Linked DNA regions of Hermetia illucens: region 1 is linked to region 2. A link is a contact called in public Hi-C data. All regions are on one chromosome and are shown on one strand. The core of a region is the stretch at or near the end of the contact, and the rest is flanking DNA. Distances in the headings are between cores, read along the strand shown. Region 1 holds the start of LOC119647125 (non-specific lipid-transfer protein). Region 2 holds the start of LOC119648400 (DNA repair protein RAD51 homolog 4).

Evidence for each region. A called contact is a pair of places that touch in the nucleus more often than the background predicts.
Region 1: a Hi-C map of whole body shows a contact between it and region 2, with 6 times the contacts expected there. The contact joins the promoter of LOC119647125 here to the promoter of LOC119648400 in region 2. A contact is called at or near these places in 2 of 2 Hi-C or Micro-C datasets (an unstated tissue and whole body).

Annotation. Positions count from the first base shown.
Region 1 is chr1:122,168,900-122,171,599 of iHerIll2.2.curated.20191125, reverse strand. LOC119647125 (non-specific lipid-transfer protein) reads left to right here and starts at 1,290. Exons shown (of 6, transcript XM_038047912.1): 1 at 1,290-1,334. The coding sequence starts at 1,290.
Region 2 is chr1:121,869,664-121,872,363 of iHerIll2.2.curated.20191125, reverse strand. LOC119648400 (DNA repair protein RAD51 homolog 4) reads right to left here and starts at 1,333. Exons shown (of 5, transcript XM_038050269.1): 1 at 1,037-1,333. The coding sequence starts at 1,149. It overlaps LOC119648327 (helicase domino), which reads left to right and starts at 1,360. Exons shown (of 22, transcript XM_038050058.1): 1 at 1,360-1,684.

The DNA of each region.
Region 1 (2,700 bases), core at 41-2,540, 300 kb before region 2:
GCTCATTTGTCCCAATTGTACTTCACACTTTAGATTGTCAACCTCGCGCCTTTCCTAAGTAAAATGTGTAAAGTTGGAAATAAAATGGGATTCGTGCGCGGTTCAAAAGACGCCGTTTTAGTGTACAATGAAGATTTCAGGTTGGCAAAGTTTGCTTCACGTTGGCAAGGTTCATTCTGATGGCAGAATACGTAATTTGCAATTTGGCGGTGCTTTTCATTTTCGCCAATTACTTTTTATATAATTAATTTGAATTCGAAAAAGCTTGAGAAGGCGTTATTTCATTTGGAAGTGCTAACTACTGATGTCACTTGCAGTAATTCCGTCACTTCTGTTTATAAAAGTTAAATTAAGCCGGAGTGGCCTTAGTGGCATAATTTTCATAACATGAAATATGCACGCAGCTTCAATATACAATGAAGATTCCAGATCGGAAAAGTTCGCTCCATGTCGACAAGGTTCGTTCTGATGACAGATTAAATTGACGGCACTTGTATTAGTTCCGCCGCTTCCATTCATAAAAACTAAATTTAAGCCGAAAGTATGTGCACTCTCAGTGGCATTTAATTTTATGATGTTCATAAGATAAAATATGCACGCAGATCGATTGTGCGCGGACAAAATCGCGGGATTGCACATAATTTTCAAGTTTCTACAATTAGCGTATGCATCTTCCTATATTTTATGTTATGAAATTCATACAATAAATGCCATTAATACCTCCTGCTTAAATTATTTTTTTATGAATGGAAGCGATGGAACTAATGCAAGTGACATTAATAATTAACGGTTGCAACGCAAATAGTGCCTTCCGTAGTTCTCAAAACGAATGCAATCAAATTATTTATATTCAAAAATTGCAGCCGAAAATGGAAAGCACCGCCATATTGCAAATGACGTGAAGTGTCAACAAACTATTATCTGTCACGCATTGCAAAAGCTCAATTTTCTGAACTTTTTTGCGTGGCGCATTGCGCAGCGGAGTTGTTGTATATTGCCTCATACAAGTCCGTGTAATGAACTTCATTTGACAGCTCTCTCGCCCCGAACGCACGCAGCCACTGCGCTGTTGTGTTTGGCCCTTCTCTCGTCCGCATTTCGCACGCATCGTGTTTGTGTTTGGGCCTTTAATCTGTTGCAATTTTGCTGCTGCGGCTTTACATATAAATAATAGCCGACAGGGAATAGAGTGTCATTTTACTTGCGAGAAGTGCGTGTGAGTTTGTTGCCGGACAATTGCTTCAACAATTTGAGTTTTTTCGTAAATTTAACTTCAGGGAGTGTAAAAAATGGCGAAAAGGCGGGTTTACGTTATTGGCTGTGGAATGACTAAGGTAAAAGATCGTTTAAAGCATATACATATGCGCATATATACAGTAACGCAAGCAGTGTCAAGCTTCAAACAAATTTTGTGAATAGATTGTCGGTTCAAAGGTGGCAACAATCTTCGAACTTTGCTCGGGTATAAGTGATAAACCGTGCAATAACCTGATATGAATATGAGATAAGAGTGTCCGTCAGAGATCATCGGGCAATTTCACTTATAATAATAAAAAGTGTACATGCGTTTGTAAATTGCGTATTGTGAAATTTCTTTTGGAAGGACTGATAATTCTACGAAAATTAATCTGCGTTGGTAGCTGTATGTTGGAGGTCAATACAATAGGCAAAAAAAAAAGTTTCGAAGTACAAATAAGGTTGCTTCCAAAGCAGCCCGGTTACGTTTCCCATTCAACCTCATGTCTCTGTTACCATTGCAAGGCATTAGTGGAAATAGCCCATCGTATCAGTGGAATATATTCCTTTATATTCACATTTAAATCAACATTAACCCTTAACTAGCATCGATATTTATAATTCCATTGCTGGTATCAGAGGTACAAAGTGACTTCTTTTTAAATAATAATGCTTCTTTCAAATTGGGTCAAATTAACTTTTACCATAAATCATTCACTATATATTGACTTATTATTGTAGTCGACTTGGAGCAAAAAAAAGTGTGCCCTGGAGTCCACTTGGAGCCCACATTACCAGTTAAAGGTTAAAAGATGCGCTCCAAAGGCGCAAAAAGAATGCACGGTGTTTTTGCCATTCCAGGCCATGTATTTTTAATTGTGTAAACACAAAATCTTATTAAAATCGGTTCAATGTCTGTTTGTCACGCCCAATTTACTCAGAAACGGATGAACCGATTGTTCCGAGATTTGGGGAGAACATGTGATCTGTGTGTCCCTTTACATGCAGCTAGTGGCGCCATTTTGTGTTGAACTTTAAGGGGGGCTCCTCATACATGCGAAAGGAAGGTGTAAATTTTCTTTTCATAGAACATAGTCATACGGGATATCACATGAAAGGGCTCAGTTATTGCTTTCCGAAACTGTCTTTTTTTCTGATATTGGGTAAAACATAGGGGAGATAGGCACAACATGTGCGCCCCAAACAGTTAAACAGGTCTCGTCCTTAGAACCTACCCAACCGAAAAGTCTGAAAAAAAAACACCGATGCAAATATATGAAATCTAGGTGTTGAAATACATCCCATTCCAATATCTACACAAATAAAGTTAATAATAGAATATTACCCTTCAAAGGAATATAATTTGACGTCAGCATAGGCGATAATATAGGACATAATCGTGAAAAGTTCGAAGGCAATTCCATTATTATTGACACAGTTATAGAAGGTGAAAGTTTCGCACTT
Region 2 (2,700 bases), core at 84-2,583:
TACTCAAAACCTCTAGGCTTCGTGAAGATCCCATTTCGAAAAAAAATGATGGAAGATCTCATCGGATAATGGAGAAAAATTTTATTTTATCCTTTTTCGTAGATTCTTTTTGCATTTCATTCAACAGACGGTACGTAACTTTCCTGTAAAAAACAAAACACATACAACCCCTTTTACCCACTTTCTGAGCCCTTATATATTTCGTACGACGGAGGCTAGATTTCACTTTTGCTCACTGTACAATATCTAGGTTATCTGGAGAATTTCGCAAATATTATGCCTAATGTTTGCGCCCTATAGCACAGTAGACCTACTATAGGCAGTACCCTTACAAAAATGACCCCACTTGCAAATATGCATGCAGAAGCTTATCTGTACACTTCAGAGACGCTAAACAAGGAAAACGCATAATCTTCGTCAAATCGTATTGGTAAGAGAGAGATCGGTGAGCTTTTGCTATTCTGGTACTACGGCGTGCTCACCCATATAGCAAAAAGTTGTTTCACGTATTCACTTATCCGTAAGCAAAAACTTGCCAATCTCACCAATACATTGGCAAGTCCGGGCGGTATGTCAAACACAGCTGATCGGGTTTTCGGTACATCTCGCTCATGCTCAAGGGCAAAACAATTTGAAATCGTGTGTACTCGCACTGATTTCCCCCTTGAGGGGCAAGGGGGAGTGAGGTAGCTGTCTAGTATCTAACTGTGCCCTATAGTATGTCTATACTATAGGGCTCGACCAACTTAATCACAAGTTATAGGTTTGAGTGTGGTAGCTGCATGGATATCTGAGCTATGATATAAACGCCCAGAATCTGGCGCAACCAAACGTTAGGGATGTGAGCGCTGTAAGTGGAAAGTAGAACGCGGCACGGTAGCGCAAATACCAGCTGAGTTATGAGTTGTCAAGAAGCAAATCATTAGCATGTTTAAATATTAAGTTTCTATCTATGGTAGATATTTGGCACTTTAAGTAGAAGGTACTTTTATGCTACTGCTGTGCAGACAAAATATTATAAAACTTTCAGTTTTACCTCTTGACTCCTGTAGGTATGATTTGTGGCCTTTGGATTGTTTGTTGGTACAACTTGTACGCTGAAACATACGATACTTCACGATTTTTCAACACACTTTTTTTTGTAAGCATTGTATATTTATACGAATTACGCGCAATATAAAAATATATTCATTACTCTAGAAAGTTTAAAATATATTCCTTCAAAATTTTGTTATCGTCCCCGTCTACTACCACTCGTCGTTTACAGATGATTCCGGACCAATATGAACTTCACATCTGGCAATACGGATTTTTCGAAAATGAATGCGTTGCGTTTCGAATTTTCCAGGCGTGTGTAAGCGTGTAATGCGGAAACTCCTTCGTACCAGTGCGTATTTCATCTGCTGGGCAATTCGGTTTAAGGAGTGTATACGTTTCTGTAGAAGTGGTCAATTTACGGATACAGGGTTCTGGGACCTCAGTGATCGCGAGTTTGCATTCAGAAATTTTTCGAATGGAGAGTTTAGCTACGAAGAGATGGAAGTTTTCTTAGTGGTTTTGTGTAATTTGTAGTGAGAACTCTTTTTTTGAACAGACAAATGATTTTAATCTGCGGTTGAAGGAGATAATACCACCGTCCGATGGTAGCTGAAAGCTTTGAAAATTTTTGATTGAAAAACTTGAGGTACGTACGGATGATTTATAAAATCAAAGATGGATGCCAAGCGCAATTCCGACGAATAAGCAAAGTTGTCAATGTGCGGTTTGTTTCAATTGGCGCCTAATTTTCACATACTGATTTCCGGAGGGGCATTTGAGGGTTTTTAGGTGTGTTCCTTTTACTGTTAATGCTCCCATGAAATAACCGTTGATTCAATTTTTAATTGGGGGGAAAGTGCGAATTCAAGTGCGTATGTATATATATATAAACGCAGCTCATACTCATTTGACAGTAGCGACATAAAAATTTACATTTCAGTTTATACGTTCGTAGATTTAGTGTAACAATCGTAGATTTAGTGTAACAATCTGCTAATTTGGCTCTTCTATTTGTGTGCTCGGCACATTGGATTTGCACATTGCTATTCTCTTATTCATAGTCATAACCAAATTTTGTGATTTTGCATTTCTTGATTTGTTGAGGAAGTCATGACGTCTCTGTCACATTTACAATATTCGCTGTTGAGATTAGAAAACGGGGTTCCCATACTTTAATGTACAACCAGACATCTTTTGGGAAATGCAATCTACAGAATACTGTGGTGCGCCGTTACGGTCTTAAATGAAGTGCTCTAACACACTTCAAGGCCTTGATCCAATATGTATTGTTGCGCCAACGATTATTATTCCTGAGTTATCACAATCTCGGCAGATGCCGGATTTTACCTAATACTAGAACTAATTGCCAAGCTTAAAAACTAAAAGGGCGCTGGTGGTGCTGGCCGGTGGTAGATCAGTGGGAGAATCCGTCGAGTACTCTCGACAACATCGAGCACGTATGCAGAATAGTGTACTTCTGCATGGTTTGAACCAGACTGCGAAAGTCCTATTACATCAAGGGGAGCCGAGAGGGATTTAGGTACAATATCTGTAGCTGACAATTTTATGGGAACTACAACCACCCGCTCGAGACGCCAATTTCTTTGATTTCCCGAGCCAATGGCTCATAGTTCACCTTCTCCACGTATTTCCGTTCAATGT